5 separate regions of the Mus musculus genome follow, and all the other regions are linked to region 1. Evidence: chromatin contacts called from public HiChIP or PLAC-seq data. All regions are on one chromosome and are shown on one strand. Each heading gives the region's core, a stretch centred on a gene start, on an enhancer-like site or on the middle of the called end of the contact. The rest is flanking DNA. Distances are from core to core; before and after follow the strand shown.

What was found. HiChIP or PLAC-seq counts read pairs in DNA pulled down with a chosen protein or histone mark.
Region 2: an H3K4me3 HiChIP or PLAC-seq map of embryonic forebrain shows a contact between it and region 1, with 6 times the contacts expected there. The contact joins the promoter of C130026L21Rik here to the enhancer-like site in region 1. A contact is called at or near these places in 15 of 39 promoter capture datasets (the 3T3-L1 cell line, 3T3-L1-derived adipocytes, the HPC-7 cell line and 10 more), 2 of 484 Hi-C or Micro-C datasets (cortical neurons and cranial neural crest), 8 of 115 datasets of contacts at active chromatin or transcription factors (T-cell acute lymphoblastic leukemia, craniofacial prominence, embryonic basal ganglia and 5 more) and 1 of 9 other capture datasets (embryonic stem cells).
Region 3: an H3K4me3 HiChIP or PLAC-seq map of embryonic basal ganglia shows a contact between it and region 1, with 7 times the contacts expected there. The contact joins two enhancer-like sites. A contact is called at or near these places in 1 of 15 datasets of contacts at CTCF or cohesin (the NIH/3T3 cell line), 6 of 484 Hi-C or Micro-C datasets (B cells, the CH12 cell line, cerebral cortex and 3 more), 11 of 115 datasets of contacts at active chromatin or transcription factors (craniofacial prominence, embryonic basal ganglia, embryonic brain and 7 more) and 1 of 9 other capture datasets (embryonic trunk).
Region 4: an H3K4me3 HiChIP or PLAC-seq map of embryonic basal ganglia shows a contact between it and region 1, with 6 times the contacts expected there. The contact joins two enhancer-like sites. A contact is called at or near these places in 1 of 484 Hi-C or Micro-C datasets (adipose-derived mesenchymal stem cells) and 3 of 115 datasets of contacts at active chromatin or transcription factors (astrocytes, differentiating embryonic stem cells and embryonic basal ganglia).
Region 5: a contact with region 1 is called in an H3K4me3 HiChIP or PLAC-seq map of embryonic basal ganglia, with 4 times the contacts expected there. The contact joins two enhancer-like sites. A contact is called at or near these places in 5 of 115 datasets of contacts at active chromatin or transcription factors (T-cell acute lymphoblastic leukemia, craniofacial prominence, embryonic basal ganglia and 2 more).

Annotation. Positions count from the first base shown.
Region 1 is chr5:112,132,449-112,137,009 of GRCm38.p6, forward strand. No RefSeq gene overlaps it. Among named protein-coding and RNA genes, the nearest start is that of Gm30032, 14 kb to the left of the region's middle. Within about 2 kb of position 1,438, at least 54 of the 459 cell types and tissues checked have an H3K27ac peak or open chromatin away from gene starts, as enhancers often do. A contact at or near this core is called in embryonic basal ganglia, embryonic brain, embryonic forebrain and 2 more, where this site is marked.
Region 2 is chr5:111,579,380-111,584,237 of GRCm38.p6, forward strand. C130026L21Rik (RIKEN cDNA C130026L21 gene) reads left to right here and starts at 2,182. Exons shown (of 4, transcript NR_015546.2): 1 at 2,182-2,491; 2 at 2,800-2,917; 3 at 3,042-3,131.
Region 3 is chr5:111,391,388-111,395,921 of GRCm38.p6, forward strand. No RefSeq gene overlaps it. Among named protein-coding and RNA genes, the nearest start is that of Mn1, 24 kb to the right of the region's middle. Within about 2 kb of position 2,619, at least 85 of the 459 cell types and tissues checked have an H3K27ac peak or open chromatin away from gene starts, as enhancers often do. A contact at or near this core is called in embryonic basal ganglia and embryonic brain, where this site is marked.
Region 4 is chr5:111,366,891-111,371,766 of GRCm38.p6, forward strand. Pitpnb (phosphatidylinositol transfer protein, beta) reads left to right here. Exons shown (of 12, transcript NM_019640.5): 8 at 4,422-4,499. Among named protein-coding and RNA genes, the nearest start is that of Gm36027, 13 kb to the left of the region's middle. Within about 2 kb of position 1,866, at least 33 of the 459 cell types and tissues checked have an H3K27ac peak or open chromatin away from gene starts, as enhancers often do. A contact at or near this core is called in embryonic basal ganglia, where this site is marked.
Region 5 is chr5:111,517,223-111,522,022 of GRCm38.p6, forward strand. No RefSeq gene overlaps it. Among named protein-coding and RNA genes, the nearest start is that of Gm36223, 10 kb to the left of the region's middle. Within about 2 kb of position 2,474, at least 50 of the 459 cell types and tissues checked have an H3K27ac peak or open chromatin away from gene starts, as enhancers often do. A contact at or near this core is called in embryonic basal ganglia, where this site is marked.

The DNA.
Region 1 (4,561 bases), core at 188-2,687:
GAAAGCCTTGTGGATGCTCAACCCTGCTCACAGCTAACAGCAGGCATCCTGGGAGGGACTAGTTTTGCGCCCAGACATCCAGGTCCTCTGCACCCTTTGTCCAGAAATCTCTTCTCGGGCCTTTGTTCAAACTCCCCAAATGCCATGGGTGCTATAAAGACAGTTTTAGAAAAGTCGATTACAAAAAAAAAAAAGAAAACTTGATTACACCCACATGTCTGGGGACAGAAGGGAGGTGGCAGCATGAGCCCCAGCATGCCCAGTCTGGGCAGGAGGGCTGTTTCACTGACTGTATTCCTGGCATACAGGGAGGCCCAGAGCCACTAACTTCAATGTAGGCCCAGCACCCCACAGGACCACTCTGCACTCAAGGCTGCCTCTCTCCAGCCTACCTTGAGGCACAGTCTCTGTGAACTCCACTTCCTCATGGGAATCAATATAGGAATCATGAAGATGCCAGGGAACAAAACCCTTCACTCAAGGCCTGGCACACTGCCTGTGCCCAGCCATGGGTCAGTCTGCTGGGGACAAATCAGCCTGGGCTGTGAGCCCAGCTCCATGGTTTTCAGTTACTTAGCAACTTGGGGCAGGTGCCTGTCCCCCTTCCAACCTCAGTTTACCCCTTGTATTCTCCAAATACTCCCTCAGCCCATTGGTGTGGTATTCTATTCTGGGCCCTGGGCGGTTCCTCTCCTAACATTCCAGGCATTGCTGCTACTGTGTGACATATACACATACACACACATGCATGTGTACATACATATAACACATGTGCGTATGTGTAGACACATTACCAAAAAAAGACGATTACATACTTATAACACATGTGCATGTGTACATGCACATACACACACAAACATGTGTACACACACACAAACGTGTACACCAATAGGCACCCATACACACATGCATGTATACATACAGACACACAAACACACATGCACATAGCATGCGTACACATACAAGCACATGCATGTATACACACATACATACATATGTTCATACATACACACACATGCATGTATACATGCATACACACATGCATCCCTCTTCTGAGCCTCCCCTGTCACATTCTCCATCATAGGCCCATCCACAAACCCTTTTCAGTGTCCCCCGGGGACCGGCAGGTGGGAAATGTCATTTTGGATCCATTACTAGACCTCTAAGGCACTTGGGAACAATCAATTGCAAATTCAACTTCCATCTGAGAAGGAGGGGTCGGAGCACAGTCACCAAGGAGCCCTGGGCCTGTGCCCCAAGATGCAGGGTACAGCAGCCCCGGGGGCAGGACGGGGGCAGGTGCCACCACGCCATGTCTTTGGGTTTCCCTGCCTTGGCTGGTTTGAATAATTCATCGATGTTGAGTCTCCTGGGCACCACTGTGCTTGGTGAAAGCACGCCAGCCGCCGCTTGCCTGTTAAGAGGGCCCCCGCCTGCTGCCTTTTTCTGTTAATCAGGATTAATGAGTCAGTGAAGAAGCACACGGACCCTGGGCACAGACACTGGCAGCCAGCTCTCCGGGCACAGCAGGCCTCAGAAACAGCTCCCGCCTGGATGTCCTCGGGCAGTCTTCAGTGGCAGCCATCAGCCTGTGGATAACAAGCCCTCACCCAGCCTGCCAGACCCTAGGCCTCTCTGCTGGGCCCCTAGAGCTCTAGGGACAGGAAAGGAAGAGAGAGGGCCCCAGTGAATTGAGCTTGGCCCTGTGCCCTGGCAGCACGGATGGATAGGAGGGCAGGCTCTGCATCACACACAGTAGGGCCATGGAGACCCTCCCAGCCCTGAGCTGGTAAAGATTCTAAGATGCCAGCTTCCCATAAAAGACGGCTATGGAGACGCCAGAGCCCTCCCCTGTGCCTGGCTCCTTGACAGCTGTCACTCACGCAGAGTACAGGGTACAATGTCCTCTGCGTGTCGCTTGCTGACATGCCTTCCTTTCCAATCCCCTGCCTTGAAATGTTCAAACAAATGGACTCAGGTTACGCCACCAGTGTGTTAAGCGGCCTTGGGCAAGTAACTTAACGTCTCTGGGCCCCCATTACCTACCCAGGAAATGGAGGAAAGTTTGTTTTAAGTATTACTGAGCCAGATTTGGTGGCATAAACCTATGGTCATAGTCCTCAGGAGGCTGAGAAAGAAGAGGAGAATCACCAGCCAGCAGTTTGCTGAGTGCGGCCCAAGGCCAGCGTCTTTCCCAGTCGACAATGTCAAACACAGCTCCGCATGGCTCGTGCTGTCTGCTGCACCACCACTGTGTATGCCAGCGTGGTGGTGTGCAGAGCGGGGCCATGACACCTGGTGCTGGCTAACTGTGCCCTGTCACAGAGAGAGACCTATAGGGGAAGGGAACCAGGGTGTGGCAGATAGCAATACCACATCTATCAAATCCACCCTCAGAGCAAAGGCATGGAGCAAGGGTTTGATTTCCCATTTAAAGTCTGTAGTTGTTAGCTGTTTGTACTGTATCTTACCAAAGTGTCCTTCTGCACTGGATTGGAAATGTTTTACATGCCTACCAGTCCCTTAGCATAGCTAGCTTTGTCTGTGTGTATGGGGCAGGGTGTGTTGTGGATAAACTGGTGTGCACTGGAACCCAGGCACACAAACCCACTGGACTTTGGTTACAATGTTCTCTCTGACTCAAGGGCTGAGCTGGGACCTCAGAGTCTGTATTCACACATGGGCTGAGGTTGGCCCACATTCCATTGCCTGCCCTGCCTTGGTCTAACACAGCTCTACCACAAGAAAGTCTGCCTCCCAATTAACCCTGGGCAACGGAGACACCAGAGCCTCTAGACACATAGTTCGAACCCACACCCAAGCCAGAGGAAGGCTTAAGAGTCTCAGGCTCAATAGTATCCAACAGCCAATGCATAGACACCAGGCCCTGTGTGTGAGGCACTGGGATGCTCTGCCCTTGAAGGCACACATTTGGACTCTTCCCACATCTGAGCATAAGGCCAGGCAGAGTCAGGGTTCCACACACAGCAACATTGTTTCTCACACAGTTATACTTGGTCCTCGAGGCAAGTCTTCATGATAGAGGTGTAGCTGCTAGCTACTGCTGTGTAACAAAATGACCCAGTATCTGGCAGTATTAAGCAACATCTGTTTACTCATTGTCACTCACTAGTACATGGCTAATTAGTACTCAGTGGCTTTTCTGAGTGCCAAGAGTCTAGACTGTCTGGGTGGGCCACTATATCTGAGATTGGCTAGAAGGTCTGGATGGTCTGGGGCCAGCTAGAAGTGGGAAGTTTGAGAGGGGCCTTGGATGACTAACTCACATCTGTGTCATGTGGTTCCCAGTCTCCAGCAGGCAAGAATGTGTGGCAGGAACCACAGGGAAAGAAGGAGTTTGTGAAGCATCAAGGGGTATAGGCTCAGGACAGACAATCTGCCATTTCTGCCTCATTCCTGTGAGTATAGGTGCGCACGGATATACATGTATGTGCACATGCATGCAGAACACAACCTCAGGTGTGTTCCTCAGGACCACTTCCCTTGGTTTGTGAGACAGGGTCTCTTGTTGGCCTGGAGCTTACCAAGTAGCTAGGCCAAATAACCAGCAAACTCTAGGAATCTTCCTGTCTCTGCTGCCCCAGCACTGGGCGGGCGGGGTGGGGGGGGGGAGCACAAGTACACATCACCAGCTATTTATATCAGTTCTGGGCACCAAACTCAGGTCCCCATACTTATATGGAAGTGCTTTTACAGACTGAGCCACATTCCCAGCCCTATTTATGACACATTTTACTGCCAGAGTGTCACAAAGACATCCCATAATCAGGAAATAAGGGAATGAATTCCACTTCGTGGGGGAGTGGGTAGAGCTGCACATCCCAGAGGGAATTGCGAAGACAGACAAGGATGCATCTGGTCATCACAAGCTCTTTCTAGATGAGAACCCCGAGGGTCAGAGGTGTTCAGAGACTTGCCAGAGGTCTTACAGTAGTGGTCTAAGGTCCTGCGTCTGCTCTGCCTCGGGGCTCCACCACTCGCTTGGGGAGGCAAGATGTGGGAAGTTGATCGCACTTACCCCACACTGGGGCTGTAGGGCAGCCCCTGGATACTGCTCCTGAGGTGGGGAAGTACAATGTGAGGCTCTGGTCAGCCGAAACTGGCTGGGGGGGGGGGGGCTGCAAGAAGGCCAGGGGCGGCCGGTTCTCAGGCTCTTGGACACCCAGGCACCGCGGGGAGCCACGGAAGAGCTGAGAGTGGAGTGGGCCCCCCCCCCCCCCCCCCGCCGCGGGCTGGATCTGGATACTGTTCTAGCATCTTTCCTGGGCTTCTTTAAGTAGCTCAGTTCAGCACCGGCAGAGCGCGTGTGCAAACATTTTGGCAGGCCTAGTGAAGGTGTTTGCCCCTCTGGCTCCTGCTCCAGCTCTGCCGGCTAATCACAGCCTCTCACCTCACAGTGCCTGCCGCTCTCCTCTGGCCTCCCGGGCCTTGCCGCTCCAGGCAATTTATCTTTCCTTCTTTTTTTAATGGTCTCTTTAGCACGGGGTTTTCTAACGAGACAACCTGAAAGGCTTGGGCCACAAGCAGAGCTCTGTGTGCT
Region 2 (4,858 bases), core at 932-3,431, 550 kb before region 1:
AGGAGGAAGAGGGCCACAAGGCTGTGCAGAGGTGGGGGCTGCATTTTCACTATGCGAGGGGCCTTTCCATCCTAGCCCTGTCCCTCCCTCTCTCTTTTGCTCCCAGGACCTCTTGGGAGAGTCTTTGTGGACGAGGAAGCCATGTGGGACTGCATTTTCCCCCAAGGTCACACGGTAGCTGGCAGTTCTCCCTTGCCCAGCTCTGAAGCCTCAGACCACCTGCTGCCTCCCCTCTCATTAAGCTCCTCCCCCTCCTGCTCTCCCTCCCCCTCCTCCCCCTCTTTCTCCTCCCCCTCCTCCTTCTCTTCCTCCCCTATCCTTCCCCTCCTCTCCTTCCTTCTCACCTTCCCCCTCCTCCCCCTCCTCTCCCTCCCCCATTCTTCCCCTTCTCTTCCCCCTCCTTCCTTTCTTTCCCCTCCTTCCCCTCTCCTCTCAATCCCATCTCCCTCCTCCCTCCCCTCCTTCTCCCCCTCCTCTCGTTCCTACCCTAATTCTTCCCCCTTCTCTTCCCCCGCTTCCCCCTCCTCTCCCTCCTCCCCCTTCTCTTCCCCCTCTTCCTCCTCCTCCCCCTTCTCTTCCCCCTCTTTCCCCTCTTCTCCCTCCTATCCCAATTCTTCCCCTCCTCTTCCCCCTCCTCCCCCTCTTCCCCTCCTCCCTCCTCTTCTCCCTCCTCCCCTTCCTCCTCCCTCTCCTCTTTCCTCTCTGATTCCTCCCTTCTTCTCCTTGTTGCATCCATTCCTCTCTTGCCACTCTCCTCTAGGCCTCCCTCCTGAAGACCCCCTGCCTCACCTGTGTGTCCCGTGAGTCTGCTTTCAGACAGTGTTCTCTGTCTCCCGCAGTGTCCTTGAGCTGCAATAACCCATCTAGGCAGAGTACCCTCAACCCTAAAGGAAGAGCACCGCCCACGCAAAGTGCAGGGCAGCGCAGGGGTGTGGGCACCACGCTGCTGAGGCTTACACTGTACTTTGGTTTAGTTCTAACAGAGACTTTTCCCTGTGCACCATCCTTCCTGCTGTTACATACATGCACACACTTTAAACATTTGCGTACATGTATGTATGTATGTATGTATGTATGTATGTATATGAGTGTGATGTGTGTGTTCACGTGTGTAAGTGTGCTGTGGCATAGGTGTGGAGATCAGTGGACAACCTCAGGTCTCAATCCTCACCCTCAACCTTATTTTAACAGGTCCTCTTATGTGCTGTGTGTACTCTAGCTAGCTGGCCATAGAACTTCCAGGGACCCTCCTGTCTCTGCCTCCCATCACTGGGCAAGATCCCTGGGCTGGCAAATCCTTGTTCTTGCGTTGGGTCCTGCCTGGGTTCTGGGCATCCATTCTGCCTTCTCATGCTTGCAAGAAAAAAAAAAATCTATGTGACCACTGAGCTCTCCAGCCCCATTCCACTGACAAACGGCAGCTGTAACTTGTCAGATGTCAATCATAGGGAGGCTCTGGGCGATGGAACCCAGGGTTTTATGAGTGTCACATGGTGCTCTGCCACCAGGCTAGCCCAGCCCAGTGTGTTTTCACACACAGGTGGTCCTCCATAGTCCTGTCAGTCTGAGAGGAGCATCTTTTCAGCCTCTAACCACTTCCCTGCTGCCGAGAGGTCCCGGCCCAACAGTGGTCTGGACCACACATAGCTGTGGCCTAAGAACTGAACCAGGAGGAGCTCATTTTGCGACCTGTGCCTCAGTTTCCTGATCTGACAGTGAAGCTCCCGTGTCTCCCTTAGGCAGCAGCTGCAGAGTAACCCCGCATGTGGGTTGCAGCGGCTGCTTAGCCAAGAAGGTGCCGCCAGCATCAGGCTGCAAAGTTCCCGTGAACCCAGGGCTGTGGTGCAACTGTCAGCTAGGCCCAAGCCCCCAGCCCCGGAGACCCCGGAGCCAGGCTGCATCTCGGGGAAATGAGGCCCGGTGGCCCCTGACCCCAGCCTGCAAGAGGCTAACCCCCTCCCTGGCCCCTCGGCTGTGAGGCTGCCCGCCCGGACCATTCATGGGTTTGTATTATAAGATGACTGCCGTCGCCATGGCAACATGAAAGGAGCCGATCTCATTACTGAGGCCCGGACACATTATTTTCTCCAAGGAATTTCTTCTTTTCATTATTTCCCTCCAAAGGTCAGCTGTCCTCTCAGGCGGGGCGGGGGCTGCGGGGGTGTCCACGAAAGGTGAGCCGATTCGGGGCCCAATTCCCCGGGTGGAATTTACAAGCGTTTTGCCTTCTCCTCCTGATCTAACACCAGCTTAGAGAATTTCTTCAAACCAGCCTTTCTCTTTAACCCCTGCGGCTCCGGCAGACAGCAGCCCAGCCATCCTTGCTAAGTTCCTGAGATTCCCTCCAGGGTCTGGGCTTTTCTCCAGCACGTGGCTCCCTGCTACCATCCGAGAAGTCCCTGATGCTGAGGTCTCTGCTGACTTGCCCCGAAGGATTGCCGACACACGGACATTTATGTCTTCCCCACAGGGAAAAACACCCCATTAGAAGGTAACACTAATGCGGGGGCGGGGGTGGTGGTGGCGGGGAGTCCATATCCTCGCTTGGAATGCAGAGTGTGCTGCAATTCAGAGACTGATAGACCTGCTAACATCCCTATCAGGCTGTGTGCCCTTGGGCAAGTAGCTCCCTGTTTCTGGGCACACTTTGCTCATCTGTGAAGCAACTCTATGTTGGTGTGTACCCAGGGAATGAGCAGAAATCATGAGCAGAGTCTGGCTGGCACCCAGGAACAGTAAATACCAAGGATTGATGATCGTATTTTGGTGTGTTTCTATCCATTTCTCTCTGTGTGTCAGCTGTCTGTAACTGTGAAACAAACAGCCCCGAGACTTGAGACTCGTTACCGGGAAGCAGCGATAACTCGGTATTAGCTCGTGCAGTTTCTGTGGGTGGAGGCCTCTGCATCCGTCTCTGGTGGGTCCTGAAGTGGCTGCAGCTACCCAGAAGAGGGAGGCAGAGGCTGGGATGGTTCTTCTGATATCTGGCCTCACAAGTCAACCGTATCTTGTGTCTATCTGCCTTACTCTGTGTCCAATAGGCAGAAATTTGGTTCCCCCATAGGATCTTCAGGGAGCTGCAGTGACACCAGAGGAGGGCTACTGGAAATGGCACCAGGACATCATATTCGGTAAGACAGGATCAGGGTGGACACCCATTCTACAGAGGGAAAACTGAGGCTCTGGACAAAAAACAGTGGCTTGCCCCACTGGCTTCCCACAGGCTCTAGATTCTTCCTTCTGTCTCAGTTTCTCATGGGGCCAGTCATTCAGCTCACCAGATTCTCTATCTGGGACACTGGAGGATTGTCTGCCCCTGTGTGGTGGGTACTCAGAGCTGGGGGAGCTCCCAGCCTCTCCATGGGAATTCTGGCACGTGCAGCGAAGATGATGATGTGTAGCTGTGATGTTGATGATGTGTGTTTGTTGACAGTTGGACGATTGTCTACCTCACAAGACAATAAATGGCTGCCAGAGGCAGAAACGTCAAAGTCAGTCATACAGATCTCTCTCTCTCTCTCAAAAAACAAAACAAAACAAAAACCAAAAAACTAACTCATGCTCTTGCATCTCCTACCTCCTGTGAATGATGCTTGGACTGAGTTTACAGGTTTCTGGCGGTGACTCAGCAGCCCATGAGGAACAGGGTCACCATGACTTAGCAGGGCTTAAAGGATGGGGTCAGCTCAGATTCTTTGGAACTGCCAAGGAAGGTGGTGGAGGAGAGAGATTGATTGATTGATTTTGAGTCTTGGAGGAAAGGCTGAGCTTATCCCCACCTCAAGGACCAAGAGCAAGCTTGGTCTGTGGGCATACATATGGACGGCTTGTTGGCAGCTTGCTCCTTGGCTCAGTTGGACTGCTGGTTCCTGACTAACAAAAAGAGACTGGGTTTTGGGCTCAGAGACTGCTGGGATAGCACATGAGAATGCAGATGTTCTGGAGGGCCTTAAAGGTTCCAGCTCATTAGGTTGGTGCCTAAGGATCAGCATTGTTTTAAAGATTTATTTATTTTTGTTTTATGTGTATGGGCATTTTGCCTGTGTTTGTCTATGCACTGCATGCATGCTTGGTGCTCCCCAAAGCCAATAGGGGACATCAGAGCCTCTGGGACTGGGGTTAGACGGTGGTAAGCTGCTATATAGGTACTGGAAATTAAGCCCTGGCCCTTTGGAAGAGCAGCCAATGCTTTTAGCAACTGTGACATCTCCAGCTACCTTCATCTTAACCATTTACCTTCTCGTCACAAACAGTGGAGTAAGGGCCACTCTGGGTAAAACACCCCGCATGGAAGAGCCCACCCTGTGGGTGCTGTTACCTCAGCCTCACTGGCTCCTAGCAACATTAAGGTTGAGAAGAAATTCATCTCTGGGAAGCCATCCCCAATTCCCTCTATCGTAGAGCAGGTGATAATAGTCCTGTCCCTTCACCTCGTCGTACCTCATGTTACCAGACTTGATTTCTCACAGTCGTACAAAGAAAGTTAGGTGTCCAAGTCCTCTGCCTAAAGGTGGTATTTATAATGCAGTAGCCATCTATCCGTTCATCTACCAATCCATAAATTTATCCACCCACCCACTTACCCAGCCATACTTGCATTCACCTATCTATTCACCTATTCTTGCATGCGTCCTTCAATCCACTCATCTCTACATCCATTCATCCATCTGTCCATCTGTCCATCCATCCATCTAGCTATCCATCCACCAATCCATCCATCCACTTGTCTGTCCATCCATCCACTCATCTGTCCATCCATTCATCCATCCATCTACCTACCCATTCATCCATTCACCACCTACCTACTTATCCATTCATCTACCCATCCATCTGTCCATCCATCCATCCACCCACCCAC
Region 3 (4,534 bases), core at 1,369-3,868, 740 kb before region 1:
TAAAATAATATTACACTTCAGACCATGGAAGGCTTGGAGAAGCAGAATGGAGGCGTGGCCTACAGGAGCGGATCATTAATGTTTATGTAAAACAGAAGCTTTGACTGAATGGCCCATGGCAAGATGGCTCCCTGCATCTCTGAATGCTATAGTCATCTGAGCACCTCCCTTACTTTGTAACCCACCCAGAGGTGCTGCTGTGCCTGGTTCCCCTCCAGTTTGTGCCAGCTAACCTCCAGTCCCATGAGTCCTTGCAGGAGAGGAGCTGTGAAAGGCCCCAGCACAGCTGTGGTCACGGTGGTTGCACAGATCAGGGTCTGGCGAGCTTTCTGTAAACGGCCAAGGTGTTCATTGAGATTTTGGTACCACAGTCTTAGACAGCTCTTCATGTTGCCCCTGGAGCAGGCAGAGAGCCTTGGTATCACAGAGAGAGGTATGGCGTCATCCACCCCAGGGTGAGGCGTGTGGCCCCACGTGGGCAGGGTAACACCTCACTAAAAGGTTTTTAGATCTCTGCCCACAGTTGTTTCTCTTAAGACATCATCTGATTTTTTTTTTTGTTGTTGTTTGTTTATTTGTTTGTTTGTTTTAGAATTTATTTAGTATATGTAAGTACATTGTCTTTAGACACCAGAAGAGGGCGTCATATGTCACTACGAATGGTTGTGAGCCACCATGTTGTTGCTGGGATTTGAACTCAGAACCTCTGGAAGAGCAATCAGTGCTCTTACCCGCTGAGCCATCTTACCAGCCCCATCTGATTTCAAAAACAACTCCAATGCCGGCCGTCCAAGGAGACCCCACACTGGTTTTGCAGCTTTACGATGTCTGTAAGGTAGGTGTTACCGTCTGTACATCTGCTAAAACTGGAGGCAGACTGCCTTCTGATCAAGGGTCCCACAGATCACCTGCTTGTCCAGACTCCAATCTCCAGTTGCAGAGCTTCAGGCATGTGGATTGCATAAAAGCAGAACAGCTTTGCCGCTCAGCGCGTGCACGCGCACACGTGTGTGTGTGTGTGTGTGTGTGTGTGTGTGTGTGTGTGTCTGTGTGTGTGTGTGTGTGTCTGTGTGTGTGTGTGTGTGGTGTGTGTGTGTGTGTGTGTGCGTGCATTTTGAGACAACGGTTTCTCTGTGTAGCCCTGTTCTGTAGACCAGGCTGGCCTCAAACTCAAAAGATCCAACTTCATGCTGGATTGTCAGCATGTGCCACCTCTGATAACCAACATCTTCATAATGTCTCCTCATAAAGTCCTCTGAGGCACAGCTGAGCTTCTCCATGGTGGCAGGCAAACCCTAAGACTCCACACTCGGAGGTCTCACTAATATGGAAGGGGTGGTAACTGCTCTGCCCCCCTACTGAGGCCCCCTACCTCAGTAGTACCATGTCTTCCCCCCAACCTCCAGCTGGCTTTGTGTTAGTGCTGTGGACATGAGGGGTCTCCAGGAGCCTGTGGTGTGTTCCTTCTAAGTGTGCTTGACAGCAGTTGGGGTGTCAGGGGAGCCTGACCTGTAAATCCCCGGGTGGAGCAACCCTGAGGTCAGGGCTGTTCTACTTCACCAGAGACCACTTCCCCTACACTCCTGCCCAGCATTGCCTATCTGGCTGAGGACAGTATCTGTTGGCGGTCTAGTGGGCCATGAATTCAGGATCCTGTTAATATGGGATCTATTGGGATTCCAGTCTTCCTCTCAGCCCCTACTGAGTGACAGGCACAGCTTTTCTACTCATGAGGTTGAGGTCTGGATCTGTGCATGTTAGTGCTGTCCATGGTGGGACTTCACTGCCCTAGATCTCACATCTCATTGCGATCTACCCCAAGGCTCAGCTATGCGGCAGCCATCATCTCAGGATGCTGGGAGGTGGGGAAGTGCTGGGATGAGATGGTGACCCTGTGCTTGCTCGGAGGCCTTACTGTTGCTACCCGTCTCCTGCTAGTGAGCCCTGCAAGTGTGCTTGAAACCACGGAGTCTTAGCATGGAGCTGTCTGCTCACACTCTGCCAGAGGCCATGCTGGCTGAAGGGCTTTGGCGTCTCGCACATGTACTCCGATGCCTGCCCACCCACCCCCGTTACTGAACAATAGGCCCCAAATGAAGCTTGACCCCTCTGAGCCTTGGTGTCCCGCCAGTGAAAGTCTGGATTGTCGACACTAACATGGGACATGGCTCTGTGACAAGGAAACATGAAAACAACACTTCGTGCCCTGGTTGGGCTCTTAGCTAGAGTCACCAGCCAGCGTGCATTGCCCAGGACAAAGGATTCCTGGGAGGCCAGACTTTGACTCTAAAACCAAGACAGTCATGGACAAACAGGGACCGTTGGTCACCCTGTTACAAGAGTATAGCAGTTTTCATCTAAAGACAGATGTAAACACTGGGCCATTGTATAGGAGCCAGGCAGTGCTGTAACCTGAAGCCAGTCTCACAGGGAGAACTCAAAGTGTTCTTTCCATACAGTGCTCCGTTCTCCCCAGACTGCCATGGACAGGTACATCCAGGCATATTGAGCTTGCTGCAGCCAAAGACGCTTTCCCAAAGGTGTGCATGTATGCCTGGCCCTCTGGCAGCAGCCTGCAATGTTCCCACCGGTTCATTCTTGCCACTCACCCCCAGGCTCCACCCACAATGGCCTCACGCCAGATTCTGAGACCAGGTCTGCTTTGAATGACTGGAACAGAGCAGCCCAGGATTTAACCCATTCCTGGCTTGAGTGCCTCCTGCCGTTAACCATTTCCTCCCCCCTGCCTGTGGCTCGAGTGACCCAACAACAGCCTCTCAACTCTCTCCCATTTTGCGAGGAAACATTTCTGCTTTATGACTGCATGTGCTTTCTCGTCTCTCCCGTTATCTTAATGAATTAACTGGGTGCCCATTGCTCCCTGGCCCCCCCACGGTTTACGAGCTGTTCAGCGATCACTGCGATCTTCGTCAGCTTCACACAGTTGTTGTACCGGTTCCTATTACAGTAATTGGCATGAACTTTATTCTTTTGCAGAGAGATTCTTTGGCCCGCTGAGACTGCATAACCATCTGCCATAAATTGAGACTAGTACGGCTTATTTTGGTGAATGCAAAATTGGATCCCATTCTTTACTCTGTGGCTTGATTCAACTTCCAGATGGTTAATCCACATGAAGTAATAGGAATGCACCACAGCTCTGCTTAGCTGAAGATGGAGACGTAATATTTATTTGCTGATGTGGAGGCCTCCAAACGCTGCCCTGTCGGGATGTCAATATATAACACGGCAGCACAGAAATGTCAGCTTGTTCTGCAGGAACGACAGGCTCCCCTGAGTTGCCATGGGGGGACCCCTGGGTGCCTACTCCCCCCTTCTGTCCTTGACCTAATCTCAAGAGGTTTTTATTCTCTCCTGGGCTGTTTCTTATCAGCTAGGTCTGCCTGTGTAGCTGGCTTCACATCTGCTTTGACTTTAGTGCCTGTGACATTTTCATTAATACTTCTCCAAGGTTGAGCCTTTATTCCAAATACCCTGCAGCTCCCAGAAGCTAAAGCTCAGCTGTGCCCAGCTGGGGGCTGCTGGGAAACTTGGCCCCTGAAATACCAACAAGTCTGCTGTCCCCACTCAGATGAGCTGATCAACACTTTTTAATTGTTACTGATCATGCTCACCTGCTATGCTGAAGGATGCAGAGGCAGATCTTGGGGTAGGGGGGAATTGCTTTCACTCTGGGGAATATCGACTGCCTCTGTGTGTATGCTCCGTCCTGTCCTAGACTCCTCCTGGGTCTCAGCATGTGGTGCAGGGAAGCCTGAAGCCCTGCATCTCACCACCTGGGAGTACTGACTCTTCAGGGCTCCCTGTACCAGATGGGTCCAGCAACCCAGTTTACCCAGGGCTGCTCTGGCTGAGCCCCTATCTCCTCTGTACCATTCAGAGCTGGGCAAACTGAGACAGTTGCCTACCCTATGGCCCTGTCTACTCTAGATCTGCAGAGAGAACCTCTGGAGCTCACTCTGAAAGTCCTACATTGTGGTGTGTTCTGTGGTGACTCTGACAGGGCCCATGAATTTGGCAACCACAGTAGTGAGTCTCAAGTGACTCCATGGCCTGACATCTCGTGTGCCTTTGGGTTTAGAGGGAAGACTTGATGAGAAATTAGATCAAAGAGAGTCTACACATGGGAATTAGACTTAAAAGGAGCTAGTAAGAACCAAGTGTATTGGCGCACACCTTTAATCCCTGAACCCAGGGTAGAAGCAGGCAGATCTCCGAGGCCGGCTTTAGTTATGTAGTGAGTTCCAGGCCAGCCAGATCAACATAGGGAGGCCCTTTCTCAAATAACCAAAAGAAGTGGAGTGTGTGTGTGTGTGTGTGTGTTTAAAAAAAAAAAAAAAAAAAAAAAAAAAACAAGACCCTGAAAGTTTCCAGATGGAACACAGTGCAATAAGGCAGGCAGATCTCAGAGGCTCCTCAGCAACTGAGGCTGTGGGCAAGAAAGCAAGAGGCCGGCCCCCCCACCCATCACACTCAAAGCCGCATGCCATCTCCAGTGGCTCGGGGCTGCCTG
Region 4 (4,876 bases), core at 616-3,115, 770 kb before region 1:
AAAGAAACTAGGCCAACAAGTTATTGACAATTAGTGGTCCTTTGGGACTCTGCTTTAATGAATAGATAAGAATGATTTGTAATTAGCATAATAATTATATGCAAATGAAGCCTTCTGAATTGCTCTAAAACACTTCTGAACTGTTTAAACAACCCTCCTGAGATCTTGTTACTCTATTAATTTGTGTAGCAAATCTTTTTTTCATAGATCATGCAAAGATAAACTTCAGCCAGGCCCCTATGCCAGTGATTATAAATTCCAAGGTGGTAGGACCTGAATTAATGAGATTTACTTATACTGTATTAATGGTACTCTGTGGGAACCTGCAAGGGTGAGGAGTCACTGGGGATATGTAATTAAAAACAGAAAAGAAAGCTGCTGATTGGAAAATAACTGTTGAAATCAGTTTCTTAAACAAGTTAGTAAATGTTACTTTTCTGCTATTATACCATATAGCAGAGCTACTTCCCTGCTACAGTAACATTCAATGCAGACACTTTTCAGCCAGCTGGCCTGCTTTGTCAGCTCCAGGCAGGCAGTTAGCACTGGGGTCAGAGACTTTTCATTTTCTGTTTTCTAAGGACTGGAGTATTTAAAGGGGTCAAGGAGTGCTGAGAGGTTGGGTGCTCGATTTGCCTTCAGTTTTTATTTAGCCTTTCCCCAAGCTTTGCTAAGCTGAACAGTAGTGCCCATGCATTTCAAACTTTGTGATTATCTCTGAGCTCTTTGAATAGACACCTAATTAATCGTTATATGCTAAAGTAGAACATTTGTAGCAGGCTGCAGGACCCTAGCATTCACTTTGTAAAATTCCCCTGGGCATCCTGTTACACTGGCTGGGCCCTGGTCTGCCTGAGCAGGTGTCCTAAGAGTTGCTAAGGCTGGTGTTTGCGTCGCTGTTCCTTGCTGCTTACCCTCACCTGTGCTAGCTGACCCAGGCTCACTCTGAGCCGTCTCTGGTGTCTGAGGCTCACCTTGACTTTTCACCAGCTGTCAAGCTCACCACCCACTCCCTTCCCCATTCAGAATCAGGAGTTCAGTCTGCGCTCAAGAACATATTTAGGTTGGCTCAGCACAGGTTTTATGCTTGCATTTTGGGGAACAGCCACTATGCTAAAAGATTCATAAAAATAATATTCTTTGTCTTCAAAATTAATCTGGTTTCTGTTGAGGGTCTCTGTTGAGGGTGGCAGTAAGTAACAGATGTGTACCCATGAGGTAGCGCAGCTTTCCTGAACCAGGGCTGAACAGTTCCTTATATGGATTTAATGACTGCATTCTGGGACTCCGGAGGCATGGAGGCACTAATCCACTGATTTACCGTATCATACTTTAGTTTGTTCTCTGAGGGGTCTTGGCTTCCATTCGCCTTCGTTTTTACTTAAATGAGAGTGTCAGTGACACAGCGTTGGTTAGCACTAATCCAGACGAGTCTTATGCTGATTCTGCTGTGCTTTTGTGTCGTTGGGACTATTGTTGGAGGAACAAGTAGTGTCTCGGAAGGTGCGCCTAGCTAGATAATGATGCTTTTTACCGGGCCCTTATCCTGACCAGGCTCTGGGCATTGTATAGGTAATGAAAATTAGATCACAAAAATATGTTAAGCACAATGCACCTCAGTAATAAGATTTTTCTCCATTTAAACATGATTTTAAACCCCCCCCCTTTTTTTTATTAAAGTGCGTTTCCTTGGCCTAGTGAATTTGCTTTCTTTCTTCCCAAGGATTATACAGAAAGTGCATAGCAGATTCAGCCTTCAGAATACCCAGGAGCTGGAGACTGAAGTAGACTGCAGCTGTCTTCACCCACAGTATTCTAAAAGAACTAATGAGATGAGAAGTCTGCAGCTGGTGGCAAGCACAATAAACCATGAGCCAGGGGCTTCTCTCCGTCAGAGCCTCCCTTCCCCCTGGGATCCCACAGGAGACAGAGTACTAACAAAGCCAGCAGGCTGTCTCATTCCACACTATTGCTCATTTGCAGCTGTAATTGGTAGCTGAGGTCGCATTCTGTATGCTGAAACTGTCATACATGAAGGAATAGATTTGTCCGTTGTGATACGGATATAAATCGACCAGTTTTCAAATCCAGAGACCAAATCAGGCACCCAACAATAAAACTGCAGCAAGAAGATACTGTTTAAAAAATTAATCATAGAAATACAAAACTTGAGGATGTGAAAACTACATCCACTTCCTACCTTTTCATATTATGCTACTTAATTCAACTGATTAAACATTTACAGATTCAAACTAGCAAACGCAAAGTGTCTTGGTTTTGACAAGGTGCATTATTCTCACCTGTCAGGCTACAGTGCTGTTGTCAATAATTGGGTCATGTTACACTCTCAGTATAATGCCTTTAATGTTGGCTGCAAAGAGGGGAAGGTTTCATTCTACGTATCTGTCTCAGAAAGACCCACTTGGACACCCCTGGTGCTGAGACTGACATCTTGGTTTTTCAAATGTTCACCCCCCAGATTGCGGACACCTTTGGTTGCCCTGTATGGTATAGCCATGTGAGCCAAGGCAAAGATCAAAGAGTTCATTAAGAGCTCTTCCAGAGGACCGGGGTTCAATTCCCATCCACCATGCAGTGACTTGCAACCTTCTGTAACTCCAGTTTCGGGGACCTAAAGCCTCCAAGGGCATTGCACATACGTGGAGTGCACAGATACACATACAGGCAAAACACCCACACACATAAAATGAACAAGTATTTTTAGAGTCTGGTTGAAGTCCAGGTGTAGGAAGCCATGTCTGTTCCTCACGGGGTGGTACTCTTCATGGTATGTTTTAGAAAAGCAGCCTGTGGCTGGAATTGATGGCAAAGGTTCACAGGTGTGCTTTATGGAATAGTGTGTCGGATCTATAGTGATATTTTCACAAGGTTTTCAGTTCCTTTGGTTTCTGAATCTACTGCAGATGGGTTCTGTAGGTGTGTGGTGTGGCGGCCTGGCCCTTCTGACCTCCTTTAGCTTCACCTTCACTGGTCTCCTGGGGCCAACCTGACCAGAATTTAAGCTGAGTCCTCCCTTCTTACAAGTTGACTTGTCCTAGTGTCTGAACTGTCTTTATTTAGTGCCATTGGTTTTATTTATTCAACGCTAGAGGTAATCATGTACACTTTATTGTGGATTCACATAGAGTTTTTCTATGGAGGTGAGTAGGTTTGCACAGTCCCTACCCTCACCCCCCAGTTTTTCATCCTCAGTTCTAAAGTCCGGTTTCCCTCTTTCCTTTCACATTTTAATGCGTCCAAAATCAAGGTTTGTCTCCCAGATGTGACATGCATTAGCCTTCTGTGTCTTCTTAGTGACACATAGAATAGTAGTCTAGCCTTTACTTGTCGGCTGCTCATGGTCAGAATGTGTGGTATTTACTATGCAGTCCCTACAGCTGAGGAAAAACATGGCTGCTATGACCACAGCCACGTTGTACCCAGTCCATAAGAGAAAAGGGGTGTGGCTTCTCACTCAGAGAATAAGAGGGCAGATCATGGCCAGCCTTCTAGGTAGTAGATGGATGATTAGAAGTTAACTGTTAAAATATCCTAAACATGGTATGCCTTTCTCTCTACTTTTAAATATGAAGACTGATGCACTTGTCTCTTGTAAGGGATCAGTTCTGGGCTGACACTGCTTGGTTTTGATTCTGACTGAACTTTCTTTCTTCTCTTTTGGTAGTTGATACATTCTTGGGGATTTTGTTTTGTTTTGTCTTGTCTTGTCTGCCTCTTTCAGCTTGACTGACCTTAGGGACCAGCCCTGTGCTCTAGCCCTCATCATCGTGTGGTAGCTGTTCCACGGGAACTCTGATGGAGTGAGATGGTACTGGAAGAGATGATTGTTTAATATAACGACACTTTTTCAATGTGGGGGAACATAGACCCTTCTCTGGCTTTAATGTTGAACCTCTGCCTGGAAGAGAATGGTTCAGAGGCTTATAGGCTTGTTTTTGCTAGCATGGCTTACTTGTGCTTGTGAGTGTAAGTCTTGGGATGGCCTGATCAGTTTACTTCTTTCCTGAGTTTGAGGAAGCACACTGGCATTTTATGATGCGGGTCTAAGTTGGGGTTTGAACTCACCTAACTGGTAGCGATGGAAGTCAGTGCTGTTGTGCCCAGACAAGTGAAATGACTCCGGTTGCCCTGACCCTTGAGGGCAGCTCCTCTCTATGTGTCCTTTCTGGGGACAGCTTGTCTTGGTGGCCTTCTATCAGAGTTCAACACTTGTAATTGCATAGTTGAGATAAAGGTTTAAAAAGTAACGGGATGCAAACTGCAAATACTATATGTGGACACACCTTCCCCTGTGTGTAAAACACACACATACACACACACAAAACACACACATACAGCTCTAGCTTCAGAAAGACTGGTCTCTGGTTTTCTTCTTCATCTCTGACTGTTTTGCATTACAGGACTACAAAGCTGATGAAGACCCTGCATTATTCCATTCAGTCAAGACCAAGAGAGGACCCCTGGGACCTAACTGGAAGGTACTGGCTGCTGACCGTGCTGACAAGCAGAGTCTTGCAAACATAACAATTGCTAGGTTACAGGTCTTAAAGAGGTGGTGGTGTTTAAATTGCACAGAGGGATTTGTCTGTGATAAAGACTTAGGGCCATTTGCAGTTGGCCTGTGAGTATGTGCTGCATCAGCAAACGGAGCAGAACCAGGCTGTCACCCTCAGTGTGCCACCCTGTGCTGTGTGCCACTCTGTGCCGAGGAATACGAAGAGAAGCAAGTGCTGTGATCCTGGTGACTGTGATGTCTTCTCCTGACTCCAGACGGGACAGAATCCATGTTAATTGAAGGTTTATAGTAGGGTCTAGTCTGTATCAACTGTAAACAAGTTCTCCCCTCACCCAGGTG
Region 5 (4,800 bases), core at 1,224-3,723, 610 kb before region 1:
GCATTCATGCCCCTAATATTGGGAACAGACAGCATGGTGGGGTCTCTGAAGAGAGGAAACAGGATGTATGTGACAGAGTGGAGTCTGTTTGAACATAAATACTTTTCTGAGGATGGTGAGATTTCCCAGCACAAGTCTACAGACAGGCTCTCTGATTCCCAGGTAGGAGGCAGGGTAGGGGTGGGGAGCCGTGTGTGTGGTGTCTTCACTACCCTGTGGTATTGAAGACAGGTCCTGAGATTCTGTTAGCTTGGGCTTCACAGACAGTGTCTCAGTAGGTACCTGTCAGTATCCGTGTGAGGGGAGGGGCTGCTGCAGAAGTGTCTTAGGGTTACTATTGTCGTGGTGAATACCATGACCAAAGCAACTTAGGGAGAAAGGGTTTGTTTAGCTTGTACTTCCACATCATAGTCCATCACTGAAGGAAGTCAGGGTGGAAACTCAAGCAGGGCAGGAACCTGGAGGCAGGAGCTGATGCAGAGGCCATGGAGGGGTGCTGCTTACTGGCTTGCTCCCCATGGCTTGCTCAGCCTGCTTTCTTATAGAACCCAGGACCACCAGCCCAGGGTTGGCTCCACCCACAATGGGCTGGGCCCTCCCCCATCAATCAATAATTAAGAAAATTCCCTATAGGCTTGCCTACAGGCTAATCTTAATGGAGGCATTTTTTGTTTGTTTGGTTTTGTGTTTGGTTTTGTTTTGTTTTGTTTTGTTTTGTTTTGTTTTGTTTTGTTTTGTGTCTACACTCTCCTTCCCCTAGAGTTTCTCCCTGTAGCCCTGGCTCTCCTGGAACTCTCTCTGTAGACCAAGCTGGCCTTGAACTCACAGAGGTACACCGTCTCTGCCTCCCAAGTGCTGGCTCACGGATGCATTTTCTTACTCCAGGCTTTCTCCTCTCAGATCACTTTAGCTTTATGTCAAGTTGATACAAAACTGTTCAGCACATGGCTGGAGCAGCAGCTGTGTCCTGATGTTATATTCTATGTAGACACAGTGTGGATAATAACTTCATCTTGTGCCAGGGTTATACACCCACTGTGATGGCCAGTGCTAGTTGCCAGTTTAACAGAATCTAGAATCACCTGGGAGGTGGGCCTCTGGGTATGCCTATAGGGATTATCTCAATTACATTAACTGAGGTGGGAAGATCTACTCGCTGTGGGTGCCACCTTTGCCTGATTGGAGTCCTGGACTACAGGAATGGAGAGAGGGAGTTGAGCAGCAATATTCCTCTCTGTGTATTTGGACTGTGGATGTCATGTGACCAACCAGCCTCCTGTTCCAGCCACCAGGCCTTCCTTGCGACAATACACTGTATCCCTCTGGACCTGTGAGTTGAAATACATCCTTTCTCTTTTACGTTGCCTTTGTCAAGTATTTTATCTCACTAAGGAGAAAGTATCCATGCTTTCCTGTGAGCCTCCGGGCATCTCACTGATGATCTTGGCTCACTGACAGAAAAGGCCAGCTTACACACTTAGGCATTTATGCTCTTTGTGTAGGGTGCTGAGGAAGCCTGTGCTCCTCTTTGTCTCCGCTGAGCTACTAGCAGAGAGGTCCTTGGGATTGGGATTGCCAGACCCATTTTCAAGTCAAGAGCCTGGGACAAACCCTGGGAGTTCAGCCTTGTGGGCAGTATTGTCCTGGCCTGGCAGTCCTGGGTTCTATCAGAAAGTAGGATAAGCAAGCCATGAGGAGCAAGTCAGTAAGCAGCACCCTTCCATGGCCTCTGCATCAGCTCCTGCCTCCAGGTTCCTGCTGTTATTGCTTTTGGGGATGAACAGTGATGTGGAAGCCTAAGCCAAATAAACCTTGGCTCCCCATGTTGCTTTGGCCATGGTGTTTGATCATCCGAGCATCTCTGCACCCATGCATCCAGCCATCCTTCAAGCTCTTTTCCTTATTTATTTTTCTCTTTCATCCCCTTACCCATCCTCCACCCAGCCAGGCCCTGCTGAGAGGGCCCTTGGAGCCTGACTCCCCCCACCCCTGCCCCAGTACTCTGCACACACATCATCCAGAGCACATCAAAGCTGCCTTGGATTCTCAGCCTGGGCAGGAGGAGGCTCCTCTGTATATTTGCTGTCTATAGCACCTGCTCTGAGTGTCCCTCATGGTCCACCATTTCACTAAGCACCATCTCAGACTTCTCTCTGCATTTCATAAAACACCCAACCAGCAGCATGTTGGCACAACGAGGCAATAAACAGAAAATTCGATTTATTTACCCAGATAGGAAGGAGGAAGCCCTACAGCTGCCCAGATCCTTCGTACTGTAAAGGACCAGCATTCAGAGAGGCTGTCCCTAGGGAGGTTATCTGCAGAGGCCAAGTACCAAGAAGAGGCCCCACGGAGGGGCTGGCAGAACTTGACAGCCTCCCACCGCCTTCTTCCACTTTATTCTGCAGCCCCATGCAAATCACCAGGAGTCTCATTTGCATATGCACCAGCTCATTTCCATATCCCCAGCTCTGGGTGGCAGGGCCCTGGGACTAGCTGACAGCCGCCCCTTTTGTTTGCTCCTGCCATCCAGGGAATTGCTTCTCTGTCCTTCCAATTGCGGCTGGGGGAGAGAAAGAAAGAAAGAAAGCCAGAGAAAGCAGAGCAAAAGGAGGACACCCTCAGGACAAAGCGACAGTCACCATCTGGGCAGGAAGGGAGGAAACACCACTGTCTGGAGTTGGACACTAGGGAAGCTAGTGACAGAGGGCCGGGCCGGCTGCAGAGGGATCCCAGAAGTGTCAGCACTGGCTGCAGGCCCAGCCTTGTCACACACTTGGCTCTGGGATCTCTGCAGGTGACTGAGATGTGTGCCTCTGTTTCCCCCTCTGGGACATGGCTATTTCTCAGTAGCATCCTGAGCTTGTGGGGAGCTTAAGGGTGTGGATGCTGCAGGCCCATTGGTGGCCCTCACCTCTTGCTCCCTTCTTGTGTCTGTTGGGGCCCCTGGTGGGGGTGACACAGCTGTCAAATATAAGCAGAAGGCTTGCCTGCCATTCCCTCCTTTGTGAGATCAGCTTGTATCCATCTAACCTCTGTCTCTGGGCCTCAGTTTTCCCAGGGTGGTAGACTCTACCACCAGAAGCTGGTTCCATTTGCTCTGGTCTGATTTCACTGTATGGAATGAGTCTAGCACCTGGCCCAGCCCTGATGTCCTTTGTGCCTTGCATCTATGCCCATTTTACAGATGAGGACATGGAGGCCCAAGGACAGTCTTCGGCCCATGCTTTGTTGTCCTCTCCTTCCACACTACTGCTCACTGAGGAGCCCCTGGCACCATTCCTGTTCCAGCAGACCTTCTGTAAGCAAGATTGTTGAGGTCACTTGGGGTGGTCACATTAAAACCTGCACCCTGTTTCTGACTACATGACTCTCTTTGGTCTCTGTTCTGATCCACTCAGAATTCTATCTTGGCTCTTCAGTACACACCAAAACTCTTTCCTCTTCTAGGTTCTAGATGACAGCATGGTACAAGAAGTATGTGTGTGTGTGTTCATATGCATGTATGTGTATATGTGTTTCTGTATGTATATATGTGTATGCATGAGTGCATGTGTATGTGTGTGCATGAGTGTATGTTTGAGTATATATGTGTATATGTGTGTATGTATATATGTGTATGTGTGTGCATGAGTGCATGTGTATGTATGTGTAACTATGTATGTGTGAGTGTATGTGCATGTATGTCTGTGTATATGTGTGTGTATGTATATATGTATATGTGTGTGCATGAGTGTATGTGCATGTATGTTTAAGTATATATTTGTGTGAGTATATACATATATGTATGCATATGTGTGTGCATGAGTGTGTACTATAAGTGTGAGTGTGTGTTTGTATATATATATGTGTGTAAGTATATGTGTGTGAATGTATATATGTATATATTTGTGTGTATATATGTTGGTATGTATAAATGTTTGTATGTATATATGTATATGTATGTACATAAGTGTATGTGTATACATGGGTTAGTATGTGTCTATGTAAGTATATGTGTATATGTATATGTGTGTATGTGTGTACATGAGTGTATGTATGTATATGTTTGTGTAGGCATATATATGTGTGTAAGTGTATGTGCGTATTTGTATGTGTGTGAGCATATATATGCATATGTGTATACATGAGTGTGTATGTATTTATGTGTAAGTGAGTGTGTGAGTGTAGTGTATGTGACTATATGTATGTATATGTGTGTGAATGTATATATGTATGCAAGTGCATGTCTATATATGTGGAAGTATGTGTGAGTGTATGTGTGTCTGCATGTGTGTATCTGTTTATATTTGTGCATACATGTGTGAATGTATGTGGTATATGTGTGTGTTGCAAGTGAGGTCTCTTGTCCTATGTGAGCAGCCATGTGCTGTTCTCTTCCACACATGCATGTACACATATGTAGCTGGGATGGACTGGCTTGCTTTTTCTGTACCATGTGTGCTGCATGTGAAAGATTCCTGTGCAATAACTCAGAAGACCAGAGACACCTACGAGGTGCATGTGTATGCCTGCTCTGGACATTTCCTGTCTGTGTTCATGGGATTGAGTCCTACCTTAATCTGTGAGTGAGTGCTTTACAGCAGCATGCTTTGTTCCTCTGCAGGAACATTAGTCCTGGCCCTCTGGAGGTCTCTTTCCTCCTCAACAATGACTCCAGGCAGGGACCAGAGAGCTCCAGGTGACAGCCAGGTGGTCTGGCCAAGACTTGTGGTTGTTACAGAAACACTCCCTGGGCACATTAGAACCGTGTCCCTTGGGTGACTCTGAGGGCCTGGGCAGATGCCTGAAGCTCTGGCC